Regions from separate parts of the Mus musculus genome. Here region 1 is linked to region 2. Evidence: chromatin contacts called from public HiChIP or PLAC-seq data. All regions are on one chromosome and are shown on one strand. The core of a region is the stretch at or near the end of the contact, and the rest is flanking DNA. Distances in the headings are between cores, read along the strand shown. Region 1 holds the start of 4930412M03Rik (RIKEN cDNA 4930412M03 gene). Region 2 overlaps Gm33998 (a long non-coding RNA gene).

Region 1 (4,254 bases), core at 368-2,867, 480 kb after region 2:
CATTCTTGGGTGGGCATAATGTTTTCATCCTGGAAGTGGCCATAGGGGTTAAACTCAGCCTGGAAAGGGAAAGAGGCCCCAGGGAGGGAAGGACCCGCCCTGGGCCACCCAGCTTGGCAGGGTGCAATAAAAGAGCTCTGGTGGGGGAGCCAGGCCAGATTGCCTATCTCTGTGCTATATCAGTGTCGAATTTCTTTATTTGAATGGGGAGAGAGGGCAGCCTCCCTCTGCAGGTAGAGAAGGTGGTGTGGAATGTGGCTGTTTGTTTTTCTTTGCCCGTGAAAGCCTTATTTCAGCTCACTTGGCTGTGCAGGGCTTCTGAGACACAAGATGTTCTCTGGGGTGCCTAGCCAAAGTGGACACTGAGGGCACCCACCAACCGAGGGGGAGCTGGGAAACAACATCCTTCTGCCTGCTCCATCGAGGCCTCCTGGCCCCCTTCATCTCCATATCTCCTGGCAGACTCCAGGTTGCTTAGAAAGCCAAGGCAGCCTTTCTTACAAACAAATCTTGTTCACATGGATAGGGGGAGACTAGCTGAGTCTATCTGCTCCTCTTTCTCTACCCAGGTATTGCCCACCCAGCTAGCTCCCTTTATTCGGAGACACCTTGAAGGGACACCAGTGTCATCGTCATTTGTCAAGCCATCAAACTGAGAGCTCCTGGTACTAGGGAGGTGGATTCGAGGAACCACGGGGTGATCATGAGGCAGGGCTTTCTGCAATGGCTGCCCCTCTTTCCCTTCGGCCCCTCCTCTTCAGCCCGCTGGCGGCTGGGAGAGGAAGCCCTGCCGGCAGGTAGCAGAGAAAAGACATAGGATCCAGGGGGGGGAGTCGGAGTGAAAGCAAACAAACAGGCCTTTGTGTGGCTTCAGATTGGCGGCTCAGAAGGGAAGCCAGGCCTGTGGTAGGCGAGAGAGGGAGGAGGTATGGGAGGTCGAGCTGTAGTTGGGTTGTGGGTAGCCAGAGCTGGATGACGAGGCCCATTCCTTGTAGACAGGCAACGCTTGGGCCCTGCCACTTGACTTCTGTACAGATCTAACGGACTCCCTGGGACTAACATACCTTAGGACTAACATACCTTAGGACTGTTAAAGGCCTAGTCAGTGTCGAGCTCCCATTCCACTCTGCTGCTTGTGACTGCAAGGAAGAAGTGGAGTAGTAGGGAGGGTATCATGGCCACCCGGGAAAACAGACTTTCCAGAACCAGGAACACGGTGGGAATTCCAGTGGGGAGGCAGCCCTGTGGAGCAGGAAGGTTTACTGTGCAGTGACAGGCAGTGGGTGTCTGTAGGTAGAGATAGTATCACAAGCCCCCACGACTAGGAGTCAAATTGCCCTATCACTGGTGCAGGCCACCAGGTTGGGGGCACAGGTCCGAAGACCGGTTTCCTCGCAGAGCGTGTGAGGGGTCGTCTTGGGTAGTATAGGTAGTGGAGCTGTATTCATTATCCTAGTGAGGACACCCGCACCAGCCCGGCTGCTCAGACCAGGACCCAAATCTACTGAGGCGCGGTCGGGCCAGACGATCAGGCAGCTGCGTGGTTGCTCCGGGGCCATTTCCTCTCCTCTCCACGACCTCGAAACGGGCGGCGGGAGGGCAGACGCCCGCGCTTCCTGCCCGCCAGCCCGCGGCGCCCCCCTAAGCAGCGTTCCACACGGGAGGTGCAAGGGGCGGGGCGGGGCGGGGCGGGGCGGGCACTGAGTCGCCATGGCAGCTCCTGGCCCGTCATGCTCCGCGCTGCTGGGACCGGCAGCCAAGGCCCCGCCCCTGGTAGAGCCGGGCCCCTTTCCGGGATTGCAAAGCCGGAGGCGTGGCTTCCAGACCTGGGAAGGTACTCTCAGGGCTCTCTGCTGTCTAGCTCTCCCCTCCCCCGGGTGCCACAGCCTTGGTGCTTCTTTGCGCGGTCCTTCACGGACGAGGCGCGGGGAGCGCCCCGACACTCTCTTACACTGGCAGAGTTGTGCCCAGAGGTACTCGCTTGTCCTCGACAGAGCCCAGCACTTGGCCTCTTGTAGCTGGCAGACGTTTGGTTGCCTGGCCAGGAGGTACATTCTTACTTTCTGAGCCCGGGCTCCATCGCCTGCCCTGGGAAACCTGTAACTAAACTTTGTTGCCAAGTTTGACCCATGTAATGCTGCCCTCTCTCCGCATGCTTTTCATGCCTTGAATCCCTAACTTCACCCTCCTGATCTGCTTTCTTTCCTCTAGTCCAGTAAGAGGCTCCAATTCAGTTGGCTTCTGCCCCCTTCTGCTTGTATGGAGCAGGCAGCTAAATTTAATACTGGTCTTAGGGTCTTGGCAAGAAGATTGCCTCTTAAGCTGCTGGACTCTGCCTTTCTTCAGCCTCACCCAGGGCACACACAGGAGGACGAGAGTAGGTTTTTATGGAAGCAGAAGGATGTATCTTGATATGTAGGCCAAGAGTAGTGGTGCACACTTGTATCTCTAGCGCTTCAGGAAGCTGAGGTTGATAGGCTAGCAAGATTGAGACCAGCCTGGGTTGTATAATGAGGAGTTCTTGTGTTTCAAAACAAAACAAAACTTCCCAATTCTAAGTATTTTCTAGTCTGATAATCTGAATATGCTGACTGTAGAGAAGTTCAAAAGTAGAACCAGACCCACCCATGCCTGACATCTCAGCTCCTTTTGAGGTTGAGTGCAGCAGGAGTTTAGGATTAGCTTGTGCAACATACCAAAACCCTCATCTCAAAAAACGATATAGGACCAGTGAGATGGCTTAGCAGGTAAAGGGCCTGCTACAAAGCCTCGTGACCTGACTTTGAAGAAAACTGACTCTGGCAAGTTTTCCTCTACACACACACTCACTCATTCACACTGTATGTGTGTGTGTCCTAAATTCCTGAAAAACAATATGGGATGAGCACAACAAATGCAAAGAATGAAAGAGTCATGCTGTATGTTTGGACTTGTAAAGTATTTGATGACTTTAATAGCTTTTTTTTCTTGCTATAAAAGGAGAACAGGCTTATTATAGAACTTTTGAAAAATATGAGTTAAAAGGAAGAAATTTACCCATATTCTAGTCTCTAAAGGCATTGCCTGTCATAGGGTTATCCTTACTGTGTATGCTACCACTCTTGTAGGTACCTGAAGTATATACTCTGCCTTTCTCATATAATGCCATACAAGGTATGTTAGCATTCTGCCTAAACTCCACCCCACAGTAAGAGGCAGAGAAAGGCTGGAGAGATGGCTCCGCTATTAGGAGCACTGACTGCTCTTCCAAAGTTCTGGAGTTCAATTCCCAGAAACCTGGTGTCCCCAACTCCCAGGATGTCACCATATTGATGCCAAACTTAGTGTGGACACCGGATCGGCATAGTGCACTACAAGGTATCATCCTCTGTTCTGTGCATCCGTGGGAATCTGAGATGGGGAGTTTTAATCTTAGGAGAGCTAGCAGCCTGTTGGGCTACCCAGGTAGTCATGTCACTCATCTCTCTATCCACAGACCCTTGGCAGGTCTCTTTTCCTGCCATTAACCTCTAACAAGTGTCTTGGACCAGGCATCTTTGTTTGTTTGTTTTTTGTTTGTTTTGTTTTGTTTTTTCGAGACAGGGTTTCTCTGTATAGCCCTGGCTGTCCTGGAACTCACTTTGTAGACCAGGCTGGTCTCGAACTCAGAAATCTGCCTGCCTCTGCCTCCCGAGTGCTGGGATTAAAGGCGTGCACTACCACGCCTGGCCCAGGAGTCTTTCTTATAAGAGAGGTTGAGGAAGCCACCATTCTGTACAGGAACCCAGAAGGTTCTTGGCCCATGTTGAGCCCTAGGCTCAAGCAAAGACTTTTATTTGGCCAGACATACAAGGCTGGAAAGGATCAGACCCAGCCTCACCCAGAGCCAGGCAACCTTCCCTCAGACCTAGAGACTTGTGTTCATCTCTTGACTATTCTTTTTGTCTGGTCTTGCTGAGAATCAGGGTCTGCTGTCCTAGCTCCATAACCTCTCACTGGAGGCATGTAGGCCTGGCACAGGGTACAACCTTCCTATGTCCAGACAACTCCCAGATCTGGCTCTGAACTACCCTGCCCTCATTCACCCTGTAGCCAGCTTCTTTTCTTCTTTTGTCTTCACAGTGCAGTCTTAGCCACCCAGGCCCTCTGAGGTAGACCTTGGAGGATCTCAGTTGCTAGATGGATTACACTGGAAAGGCTTCTAAGACCGAGGGTGGAAAGCTTCCTAGACAGAGAATGTTGAATTTGCATTTTGAGTGGCAGCTAAATTCAACA
Region 2 (4,029 bases), core at 700-3,199:
GCTCCCTCCAGGTCTGCCCTAGGCCACACCCAGGGAGGGATGAAGTCCTTAGCCTTTGTAAGATGCCAAGCAGGATTTCAGCATTCATGTGTGGATCCTGAACAGCCTGATGTAGCATATCAGGATAGGGCTGAGGACAGGGGACACACGGGGTCCACTGTCTATGTGTAGAGCTTCCGGCCATTCAGAGGAAGGGATAGGAAGAGCAGCAGCTTGAGCCAAGAACAGAGGGGCAGGTGGTCAGGGAAGATAGTGCCGAAGAATAAATAGTCAAAGGATCACCATGAATTCACAGCGAGTTGGAGCTGAATTCAAGGCTACCTTGGGCTACAGTGTTAGACCCTGTCTCAAAAAAAGGCAAAAAGAGTCTGAGGACACAGCTCATTTGGCAGAGTGCTTGCCCCAGCATGGATGAAGTCCTGGGCTCCATCTCTAGTACTAGTGATCAAAACTGCATGATGATAGATACCTATGACCCAGTGTTCATGAGGCAAGAAAATCAGGAGCTTGGGGGGAGGGGCGATTGACAGGGCGTGTAGGGGCTGGGGTGGGGTGGGGAGGCTATTCATTCTCTGCCACATGTGAGCTCCAGGCTAGCCTGAATACATGATGCATTGTATCTATAAACAGGAAGGAAAGGGGGTGAGAGGAGGGAGAAAAAGAGGAAAAATTCTCCTCAAACCATGTCTGTGTGAAATATAACAGACTTTTTTTTTATGTCATTACATCCTAAATAATATAGCGATTTGCACGATTACATTGTGCTGGGTGCTATGTGCAATCTAGGCAAACTTTGAAGTCCGGGAGAGCATGTGCATCGGGCCTTGAGCGTCTGTAAGTTTGAGCGTCTGCATAGGCCCTCCAACCAGTCCCCCAAACACTTAAGGACTGCAGTGTTTGGTCACTCCCTACCTCCAGGTCTCTCTGACTCCAGACATGAGCTGATGATGGTAAGACTTTGTAGCATTAAAGCGTGAGAGGCAGAACAAACGGGGCTGAGCTACGTCCACTGTCCATCTATCTCTGCGTGTACCCTGCTCCCAGGCTGTTTGGCATGACTTGGGGCGGACTCCTTGCTCTGATCTCAGCTCCTTCCTCCTGCTCCCCGGCTGGCTTGTTTAACCACTGTGGGTGTTCCTACACTGAAACTAGACAGTCCTTGGAGTTCTCACTAACAAGTCTGGGCAAGTGGAGGCCAAAGCCTGACCTCAACTGCTTACCCATGTTCTGTCACCTCCAGCCCGAGGCTGCACCACCACTAGATGAGGGGCTGTGGTTCCTAGGTTCAGATGTGGGCTGGCTGTACCCTTTTGTAGAGTCAGGCTGAGAGCCAGGGCCATAACGTAGTGATCCCCAGCCTGCATCTGGTCAGCACATGTGCTGAATCTGGCAGACAATTTCAATTTTTTTAAAAATTGAATTCATCGCCAACATTTGAATATCACTAGTTTCCTTGTAGAAATACATTTAAAAATTTTTTAAATTTATTGATTAATTGATTGAATCTTTGTAAAAACAGGTCTGCTTTCCAACAAGGTACCTTTGTCAGAAAGGGTTGAGGCTTGAAGGACACAGTCCTCTTACCAAGCCGCTCTATCTCTTGATGCTGTATACCCAGCTCTTAGGCGTCTGAGTAGTAATCTAGAACTTTCTTCTCATTGCATGACTCAGAAATGGTAAGAAGACTCTAAGTAAGTCTAACAAAACACTTAGGAACTGAACTGTATCCTGCCCCCACTACAGGTCTCAAATCTCTTCAGCAAGATGGATGAGAATTCCATACAGCTAGGACAGCTGGAATTTTGGGGAGGCAAAGATACATTCCCAGAATCCCCCAGAGTCCTGAGGACACCCACACCCTTTGTCCCAGCCACCGTAAGAAAGGCTACACTGATAAAGGCCCTGGGCAACCGGATGACAACATTCTTGGACTCAGATTGAGTGGGAAGGGCCACCTGCTCAGCACATAGCTCAGGGCTGCCAAGAGGGCAGTGGCTGTTGGGCTACTGGAAGCAGGGGTGCCAGCCCTGCTTGGCATTTCAACAATGCCACAAGTACCCAAGCCATAGTAGGGAAGCCACATAGACTCATTCTGCAAGGACTTAAGGGGAAAATGCCACTCTTGTAGGCGGGGATTCTGGGTCTGCCCACCCGCCCCGACTTAGCTCCTTCTGAACATTGTTATCGAGGAGGGAATACCTCCTCATAAACCCGAGGCACAGACAGGACTGGCTGACACGGTGCCAGGCAGGGCCTTTGGGAGCATGGTCAAGGGCTGGCATGACCCAGTTAGTAAATGATGTGAGCCAGCCGTTCTCCTCATCTGCAGCCCACAAAGGAGTCTGAAATGGCTTCTTCTCTAGGCCAACGTTGTATTATAGTTGCAGTGCTCCAAATGCTGTCAGCGTGGCATAACGAAGGCTTTGTCACAGGTAACAGCAGGGGAAAGTCCACAGGGGATAGGAGAAACAATAGGTCCCTTCCAGATAGCCTCACAGGTCAGGGAAATGTGGTGGCTCTGGGTCACAGAAAGCTTCACAGTCCAAGATTATTTTGTCAGGTTTACCAGGAGGGTGTAGCAGCAGTTGTAGAACATGTTCAAGTTCAGGTCTTGGGACCTTTGGTCAGTGTTTTGCGTCTCTGAGCTCCACCTTAGGTAGGTATGACTCTCAGTCCCCTTTTGAATCTGTTTGGAAGACTGAACAGAATACTGAATGTAAATCACTGGCCATCAGTGGCTAAACGGAGGTGACAAGCTAGCCCACACCATAGCTCCCAAACATGTTTAATCTCTGAGCTTTGGGGTATGCACCACGCTATCTATCTTTCAAGCAGGAAGTGACTCAGGCACCCATCCCAGTGGTTAGCATGGGAGGGAGGAAGTTCCTCTTTAGTGTTTGCGGCAGGTCATCTGTGGTTGGCTACAGTGGCTGGGGATACAGGTTAGGCTAAGTGGGGTGTGGCCAGACCCTTTTGCTCTCAGGAAACATCTCGTACTTTTGCTGAGCATTGGCCTTCTGGGAATATAGACAAGAAGGCATCACACAGAATGTAGCCTTGTAGACCAAGGCTTGGGAAATGTTTCTGTTTATATGGAACAGGAAGTTGGGAAAAAATACTATGGACTCTTTTTTTTTTTCTTTAATACTAGGGCCATCTCTCCCTTTTGTGGGACAGCAACTCATTATCTCCCTTTAATGTCTTGCTATGCACTGTCTCTTTCGATGTTTATTTCCACTTTTTATTAATTTTTATTTTTTTTTTTCAGACAAGATCTCATCTTCCTACCCAGGCTGATTTTACCCCGTGCATCTCTCCAACATCAGCATCCCGAGTGCTCAGTTACAGGGATAAGCCACATGCCTGGCTTCTTTCAACATGTATTTTAAAATGTATTTGCTAACATTAAAATATGAAATCTGGTCGGGTGGTGGTGGTGCATGCCTTTAATCCCAGCACTCAGGAGGAAACAGAGACAGGCAGATCTCTGAGTTGGAGGCCAGTCTGGTCCACATGATAAATTCCAAAGTAGCCAGAGCTACAGAGTAAAACCTTATCTTCTCAACAATGTGTATGTGTGTGTGTGTGTGTGTGTGTGTGTGTGTGTGTGTGAATGTGCGTGCTGTACCCATGTAACAGCCTATAAGTTGGCCACAGAAGAATGGTAAAATGGTATGTCCACAGGTACCAGGAGGGTGAGTCTTGAAACCACGAGGCTGGGTGAAGGCTGCAGACCACAGATCATATGCCATATGACTTTATGATGTGAAAATGTCCAAACAGGCAAGCCAAAGAGTCAGAGGCCAGATGAGCGTGGGGAGCAGAGAAAGGTCTGAGTGAATGTGTGTTGCTGAACACAGCCATGTCAAGGACCCCAGTGCCTCAGACCCATGGGAACTGGCAAAGCCTTCATCTGATCCGAGTGTGAATATAGACAGTGTATTCAGAAACGATCAACCAACTTCCTCCTCTGGGATGACTGCAGCCCAAGACTGATCCCCTACAAAGACTTCTCAGAAAGATTAACTA

The links. HiChIP or PLAC-seq counts read pairs in DNA pulled down with a chosen protein or histone mark.
Region 1: a contact with region 2 is called in a FOXA1 HiChIP or PLAC-seq map of pancreatic cancer cells. The contact joins the promoter of 4930412M03Rik here to the enhancer-like site in region 2. A contact is called at or near these places in 5 of 39 promoter capture datasets (the C10 cell line, hippocampal neurons, liver and 1 more) and 1 of 115 datasets of contacts at active chromatin or transcription factors (pancreatic cancer cells).

Annotation. Positions count from the first base shown.
Region 1 is chr11:60,113,615-60,117,868 of GRCm38.p6, forward strand. It overlaps 4930412M03Rik (RIKEN cDNA 4930412M03 gene), which reads right to left and starts at 1,618. Exons shown (of 1, transcript NR_164317.1): 1 at 1-1,618. All of the region lies in intron 1 of Rai1 (retinoic acid induced 1), which reads left to right.
Region 2 is chr11:59,634,317-59,638,345 of GRCm38.p6, forward strand. It overlaps Gm33998 (a long non-coding RNA gene), which reads right to left. Exons shown (of 3, transcript XR_388694.3): 3 at 726-2,698. Among named protein-coding and RNA genes, the nearest start is that of Gm33998, 7.0 kb to the right of the region's middle. Within about 2 kb of position 1,950, at least 130 of the 459 cell types and tissues checked have an H3K27ac peak or open chromatin away from gene starts, as enhancers often do. A contact at or near this core is called in pancreatic cancer cells, where this site is marked.